Regions from separate parts of the Cricetulus griseus genome. Here region 1 is linked to region 2. A link is a contact called in public Micro-C data. All regions are on one chromosome and are shown on one strand. The core of a region is the stretch at or near the end of the contact, and the rest is flanking DNA. Distances in the headings are between cores, read along the strand shown.

The links. A called contact is a pair of places that touch in the nucleus more often than the background predicts.
Region 1: a contact with region 2 is called in a Micro-C map of the CHO-K1 cell line, with 4 times the contacts expected there. The contact joins the promoter of Cenpp here to the promoter of Bicd2 in region 2. A contact is called at or near these places in 5 of 8 Hi-C or Micro-C datasets (the CHL-YN cell line, the CHO-K1 cell line, fibroblasts and 1 more).

Annotation. Positions count from the first base shown.
Region 1 is chr3:269,461,547-269,465,459 of CriGri-PICRH-1.0, forward strand. Cenpp (centromere protein P) reads right to left here and starts at 1,936. Exons shown (of 7, transcript XM_027409941.2): 1 at 1,669-1,936. The coding sequence starts at 1,775. It overlaps Nol8 (nucleolar protein 8), which reads left to right and starts at 2,527. Exons shown (of 17, transcript XM_027409929.2): 1 at 2,527-2,626; 2 at 3,642-3,797. The coding sequence starts at 3,659.
Region 2 is chr3:269,143,225-269,147,204 of CriGri-PICRH-1.0, forward strand. Bicd2 (protein bicaudal D homolog 2) reads left to right here and starts at 2,037. Exons shown (of 8, transcript XM_027409946.2): 1 at 2,037-2,392. The coding sequence starts at 2,153.

The sequences.
Region 1 (3,913 bases), core at 686-3,185, 320 kb after region 2:
GTTGCACTGACACTGGAATTTTATCCCATTGGAAGGAGAGAACTGACACCTGAAGGTGTCCTATATATTCACACACAACACAATAGTAATTTAAAAGATTAAGTAGCTTGGTACACAGGTCTCAATCTTCCTTCACCACAGTGAGAAAAAATTCACATTAAATCCACACACTGACACTTAATGTCTTCCCTAATCTAAATTCTAACTTTGAACTCCATTACTGAGAATTCTAGATAAATAATCTACTATATCATACTGGGCTTGTATTGACATCTTGTGGTGAGGAAAGAAACTATTTTTCTCTATGGCATGACATAGTGCTTGCTTCTCAGACTTTTTTCGTTTCGTTTTGTTTTTTTAAGAAATGGTTTCTCTGTTTAATGGCCCTGGTCCTGGCTGTCCTGGAACTCACTCTTAGACCAGGCTAGCCTCAAACTCAGAGATATGCCTGCCCCTCTCTGCCTCTTGAGTGCTGGGACTAAAGGTGTATAACACCACCACCCGGCCCAGCTTCTGCTTCTCAAACTTTTAAGTGTGTATACAAAGGGTAAAGGGACAGGCTGTCTTGATAAAATGCAAATTCTAATTTGGAAAGTGGAGGTGGAGTCAGCCTGGTGGCATCACCAACTCATAGGTAATCCTAATGCTTCCAATATGTGGGTCACAGTCTTGCTTGTGGAAGAGCATATATAGGCCAGTGCACATTTCTCTTTTCCTTTTATCAATTACAACTTTCTCCTATTTGATTTTTTTAAGGACCGCTCCACATTTTCCTGCACTCCAAAGGTTCTTTTCAGTGCGGAAAAATCTCATTCTCTGCAACTGTTCCAAATTATACCCAATAAAATAAAGGCAGTTTGTTTTCATGTTTAGGACACTAAATTACTGTTAGTTCCAGCCTTCCTTCTTCTCTTTGAGTTGAGGAAAATGCTTGGACTTTGCGTTCTACTAGGGACTTAGGTAAGCTATTTAACTCTCTGATACTCAGGTTCCATTACCTTTAAATAGGGATTAGCAACAGAGGACTGTCTCTATTTCCTATAGATGGCATTAACCATACATCAATCTATTTCGCCCAAGCTGTATTTCAGACGTCATTTCTGTCATTAACTATACCACTACCATCAGTTTGAAGTGAAGTTGAGTGAATTCCTGACCTACAGAGTAAGTATGTCTCCAAACCTATTTAAAATAAATAAATAAATAAATAAATAAAAAGGCGCACGCCTTTAATCCCAGCACTCAGGAGGAAGAGGTAGGTGGATCTCTGAGAGTTCGAGGCCAGGCCTGGCTCCAAAGCTACAGAGAAACACTGTCTCAATGAACAAACACCCAACTGTAAAATCGTTTCCCGAAGGTGAGGCTGCTTAAAGAAACGCAGGACGTCCTCATTGATTCTCATCAACCGGTCAAAACAACCCTTAAGAAAACTATCTTCTGCTGGCTATAATCAAGCCAAGAGCGGCAACCGCAGTGCTCACACTCTCATGTCACTGTCCTCACTGAACCGATACTGACTGCTGATTCGAGTCCATGTTTGGGGAGGTCTCCCGTTACAGTATTCAGCACCCGGCGTGCAGGGAGTGCGAGCCCCGAGCCTTCGGGAGGTTGGTAGGTCGGCCGGGGGCTACGGTGCTTGGGCCCGCGGGGCGGACTGGAGCCACGTACCGGGCTCCGGACGTCTTCTCCCAGGGCTTTGACAGCATACTGCACTCCCGCTGCAGCGCCGCGACCTCCGCCTCCAAGGCGCGCAGTTCGCGGGTCTCAGGATCCATGGCTCCCGCAGCAAAAGCTGTGGCCCAAAACTCTGTCAGAGCGCCTGGCTCGCCCGGCGCTTCAAGCAGCTCCCGCTCCCGGCGCGGACCAATCCGGAGCTCGCGGGGGTGGGAGGGGGCGGCTGTCTCCCGGCGCGCACCATTCGGAGTTCGCGGAGATGGGGGGAAGAGCGGCTGTTTCCCGGCGCGCACCATTAGGAGCTCGCGGGGGGGGGGAAGGCGGCTGTCTCCCGGCGCGCACCATTCGGAGTTCGGGGGGGGGGAAGCGGCTGTCTCCCGGCGCGCACCATTAGGAGCTCGCGGGGGAGAGGCTGCTCCCGATGCGGACCAATCGGGAGCTCGCGCTGGGGGGAGAGGCCGCCTCCCGGCGCGCACCATTCGGAGTTCGCGGTGGGGGGGAGAGGCTGCCTCCCGGCGTGCACCATTCGGAGTTCGTGGAGGGGGAGCGGCTGTCTCCCGGTGCGCACCATTCAGGAGCTCGCGGGGGGGGGAGAGGCTGCTTGGCGACGCGTGTCCGCCCCACCCTCAAACAACGTTCAGGACCCTTACGTCCCTCAGAACGTTGCGACCCCCGAAGCTTCTGAGAGTTGGTTCGTTCCAAATCGAAGGTCAAGCTCCAACGGCCGCACACCCCCTCCAACGGTCTCTGAGCTCCGCGAACCCCTACGTCACTGAGAGGGCGGTCTCGGGAAGCACGAGGGAAAGAGTCTCTTTATTTTTGTTCCGCTTCCCCACTTCCGCCTACTTGGTCCGGAAGTCAGGAGTCACGTGGCGGCGTGTCTTTTTTTTTTTTTTCTGTAGGAATTACGGAAATTGTTTTCCTAGGCTCATTCACAGACGTGGGAGAGAAGGTAGCGGGACGTCAGTTAGAACGAAGGCAGGAGAAATAAAGAGCCCTGGGGGAACTGCGTGGAAGTGGAACCTTAGGAGACTGGGTTGGAAACCCTGTAGGAAAGAAAAGAGAGCGCGCCTGCCGGCACGTGTTGTTAGACGTTGGGGGCTTCGCTGCGTTAGTGCTGACGGGCAGCGTCCTGAGGAGAGTGTGTGCGTGTGGGAAGTGGAGGGCTGTCGGGCCCACCCTCTCCTCTCTCCTAACTGGGGACTTCTCGGAGGATGGGGCGGGGGCTGACAAGAAGTGGTCCGCTGTAGGTCTCCCGGACTGCAGGTCGTGGCCTTGCGCTCACGCCGGCGGTTTTGTGAGCTCGCTTGGAAGGAGGCAGCCAGCTTCTGAGGAAGGTTTGAAAGGTCTGAGCATCTGCCGAGAGCTAAACGAGGTGGAGGGACCTCTCGTGAACTTTCCCAGCAACCTTTGTAGTAGAGGGTTAGCAGTTCCCGGTTCTGAAGTTAGACCTGGCACTAGGAAAAGTCTTAACCTCTCCTGCCCCCCTGAACGATGAGAATCACGCAAAGTGCTTTGTGCAGTTCACGCACACAGTGGGAAAAAAATTTTAGGTATAACATTAGTTGCCCTCTTGATGCCTGAACAGCGCTTGGGGGACATTTGCATTGTGCCATACTGTTGTAGTTGCAGATTTTATCTCTGACTGTGGAGGTATTTTTGACCTTTAGCTTACTGTTTTGCCAGTATTTTGTTAAAGTAAAAATGAATGTACAGCCAGACGGTGGTCTCCGGAGTGAGTTCCAGGACAGCCAGGGCTACAAAGAGGAAAACCCCTGTCTCAGAAAACTTAAAAAAAATAAATGTACAAACGAATCATGGGGGTGGGGATGGGGGAACGGGACACCCAACACTGTGAATATGAAAATGAGAAGTTGGGCTGGAGAGGTGGCTCAGTGGTTCAGAGCACTGGCTGCTCTTCCAGAGGTCCTAGTAAGTGTTCTTTCTACACAAAATTACTTTTCCAGATAGATGCCCAGCATTCATGAAACCCAACCGAGAAATGAAGCGCCTTTTTGTGGGTGGGCTTGGACAAGGCATTTCTGAGGCAGACCTACAAAATCAGTTCAGCAGATTTGGAGAAGTTTCTGATATAGAGATCATCACTCGGAAAGATGACCAAGGTAAATAAATATATAACCATTAATTGGATATGTACCAGCTCAGGGCAGGCATTAAAGAAAAAAGCAACTATGGAGCTGAATATTAGTACTAAACATTGAAAATGTTATTTAGTGTC
Region 2 (3,980 bases), core at 787-3,286:
TCCTCATTCATAAAACAGATGGTGTGTACTGGAGTTTTGGGAGCCTCAAGTGAGCTGATGCAGACCAAAGGCTTGGCAAGGGTTATGACTCAGGGAGACCTCAAGAGGTGACCCATCATCCGGGGTCGGGGCGACTCATCTAGTTTTATTTTTGTGGGTTCCCTACTTGCACATCGTTGATATGGAGTCTCTGGCTCTCTCCTTGGTGTCATTTCCTCAGGGAAGTATTTCCTGGTTCCCCCACCCCTACCGGTGACAAACTGGATCCTAGAATACTTCCTCCTGACTCTAGCCCTGCTGGCCAGCACTGTCCCTGCTTCAGGAAGGAAGCCCATAATGGTAGTGACCCACCCTCTGGATCTCAACATGCCTGCCACCACCTTGTCTTCAAGTTCGAAGTTCCCTGGTCAGTTTCTGCAGCCCTCTCTCCTCACACTTGCCTCTTAGACAGGGGTGGGTCTGGGTGGGGAGGCTCCCAGTCAGGCCAATCGTGATAGGTGCAGCTATTGTAGAGTTCCGCGTTTGTTGGAGGAACTGTTTTTCCTTCTATATCCTCCTTGCTTAGCTTAGCGTGAACAGCTTGCACGGCCCGATATGTGGTGGGACTCTCAATGTAGAGCCAGGACTGTCCCAGGAAACAGGGTGGTTGACAAAAGAAACGGGGCAATGACACACTTTATTCACACAACTCTGTTTTTGAAACAGGGTCTCTCTACATAGTCCTGGCTTTCCTGGAATTTGCTATGTAGACCAGGCTGACCTTGAATTCTCTGAGATCCTCCTACCTCTGCCTCCTAAGTGTTGAGATTAAAGGTGTGTTCCACCAGGCCCAGGCTATTTACTACACAACTCTTGGGTTTACCCTAGATTTTCTTTTAGTCTTTGTGTGTTTGCTCGTGTGCATGTGTGCATGCATGCACGCGTGCGTGCGTGCATATGTGTCTGAATTAGTTTGGTGTTCCTGTGTGTGGACAAGGGCCCCCCACATGCAGATGGGAATCAGAAGATAACACCCAGTTGTCTGTTGTCTTCCATCTTGCTTGAGATAAGGTATCTTTGTTTTCTTGTTTGTTTGTTTTCTTCATACACTAGGCCGGCTTCAGGAGATTCTCCAGTCTCCACCTCCCATCTTGCCTGCGGAACATTGGAATTATAGACTGTGCTTTATGTGGGCTCTGGGGATGCAAATTTAGATCCCTGCGCTTGGCTTGCTGAGCAAGCGCTTTATTCTCTGAGCTATCTCTCCAGCTGACCTCTATGTTTTATGGTGGTCTGCAGCTGTAGGGTGTGGTGTTTGCGGGGGGGGGGAGGCGGGCGGCAGTGAGAAAAGAACAAGCGTGTTATATCCGAGCCACCATGGGAGGAGGGAAGTTTTATTTAGACTCACAGTGAAGAGCACAGACATGCTTGCAGTGATCTCTCACGCCGAAAACGGGGTATAGAGAACATTAAACACATGTATGACACCGTGCTCCGTGCTCTCGGAAAGTGCCTTCATGAAAGAATATTCTAACGGACTGTGGGACAAGAGGAAGTAGTGTCCAGGTTAGCGTTGGGTCGTCCACATCCTTTTGGCAGTGCCCGTGGCGCGCCACTAGTCATTCAAATCCCGCATAGAGCGCGCGCCACAGTCTGGCAAGCCATGCTCGCACGTTCTGGGACACGATCTTACTCTTGGTATCCACAGCTCGGCTTGCCTTATTCTACAAAGGCTGGGAGGGCGCGGCTGGAGGTTCTCTGGGTGGCTGCGGGGTCCCTGGGCTCGGGTCGATGGCACCCCTACTTCTGTCACGTCAGCGGCGCCGGCCAATCACAGACTGGAGCCAAGCCGGCGCGGCGCTCAACGGGCTAAGGCGTGAGCGCGAGGCAGGACTACGTCTCCCACAATGCTAAGGAGACCTGGGCGTGCATGGAGCTAGGATCCCGCCCCCTTGGGATTTAGACCAATCACAGACCAGGCCCGGCGGGCGTGAGGGATTACGGGTTGTGTAGTCCATGAGCCGTGGGACTGCAGCCCCCAGTGTTCCCCGCGCGTCAGGGAGGAGCAGTGCGGCGGCGCGGGCGGCCGTCGGGGCTGGGCGGCGGCGGCGGCAGCTAAGAGGGCCCGGTTTGTGGGAGCCAAGGTGGGAGCCGGCCTCGGCGCGCGGCCACCATGTCCGCGCCGTCGGAGGAGGAGGAGTACGCGCATCTCGTGATGGAGGCACAGCCGGAGTGGCTGCGCGCCGAGGTGAAGCGGCTGTCCCACGAGCTGGCCGAGACCACGCGTGAGAAGATCCAGGCGGCCGAGTATGGGCTGGCGGTGCTCGAGGAGAAGCACCAGCTCAAGCTGCAGTTCGAGGAGCTCGAGGTGGACTATGAGGCCATCCGCAGCGAGATGGAGCAGCTCAAAGAGGTGAGTGGCCGGCCGCGACCCCCGCCTGGGCGCTAAGGTCACCCTGCCCAGTGGTGGGAGGTTCCAGGGGTGGGGCAGGGAACCCAGACTTGCGGCCCACGGCAGTGGGGGGAGAGTGAGCGAGCTCGGCCTCCTCCAGCGGCCAGTGCCCGGCTGAGGGGGTCCAGACTCCCTGCAGTCCCATGCATCCGCTAGTTTTCTCTGCAGGCCTTGGTGACCCTTTCGTTAAGGTCTGCTGCTCTGCTGTAGTCTTTGCTGGCTTGGGTGTGTCTGTGTAGGTGGGGGGCGAGCAGATGTTGCGCTTACAGCTGAGGCCATCGATGTAAGGCTGACCCTCAGGGAAAGGCTGAGCCTGGGCCTGGGGCTCGTTGGCGACTATTTGTCACCTTCAAGCAAATCACATCCCCCCTTCGCCTTATATCTGATTTCATGACTGCCTGAAGCTGGGAAGGGATGGATACAAGGCTGAGTGGGTCGCGGCTCTTGGGTGCCTGTGGCCCTTGACCTGCTGGGTTTCTCTGTATCCATCCCATTTGTGACTTAGCTCTGGCTCAGCTATTTGCTTTTCCTTCATCTAATGGTGCTCCCACAGCTGGGATACATGGCTTGCTCTGCTTCGTGGGCTCTGCCTGTCACCGTGGTGTCTGTATTTATTTCTTCTCTAGGAAACATGGTTCTCTGTGTCATCCATTGTGGGGAGAGAGATTAGACCCCAAGCTGGCCAAGAGCTTGGGGGAAAGGCAGGAGGAGGGCCCTGGGTAGGCTTCATAGATGATTTAGGTGTTAAGTGTCTCCCATCCTTCTCCTGGAGACTGTGGAGACATGCTTTTTGGGAGGACACACTGGACTTTGGACCAACCCTTCCCTGTGGTTTATGATGTCTCCATGGGCGAGCTCTCCCCAAGCCTTAGCTTCCACCTCTGCAAAATAGGGGTGCAGCTTCACCAACCCAGAAGTATTGCTCTTGGTATTTTGCATTAGCAAAGGCCTGGCATTGGGCCAAGCAGGTAGCTTGTTGGGTTATCTGAACCATTCCCTTATGTATGAGATTCAGTTCTGGTCTTGGTATTGATCATAGGCTCATCTCCTCTGGGACGTCTGCTCCCAGCCAGCCTGGGATAGGCCTGCACTCTTCTCAGAGCCTCTGTTACTTAAGGTCTAGGTAGAGCAGGGCTGGGTGAGTACCAGAAGTGACTGCTTCTTTGGGTAGGCAGGAATTGGGTCCTCACACAGCACCTCAAATACATTATCTGTTGGAGGACATCAGTAACTTTTCCAAGCCTGGCTCCACGGGCAGTGGATTGACAAGAGGCGTGCAATGTGCACCCCTTCCTTCCCCTGGGGTAAAGTGATGTGACAGACAAGTGGGTGTGCCCTCATCCCATATCTGGTCTTCTGTCTGGGACTCCCCTCCCCTTTCCTTGGTTCTCCAGCCAGGTAGCAACTGTTAATTACAGTGCCACTCCCTTTGTACATACATATAGGTTGCCTTCCCACCTCTGGTGGAATGCCACTTCTTGGGAAGCCTACTCTCCTCTTCTGAATTAACAGGTTTCCTTCAGTAGTATTTGCTGTGAAAACAGGCTGT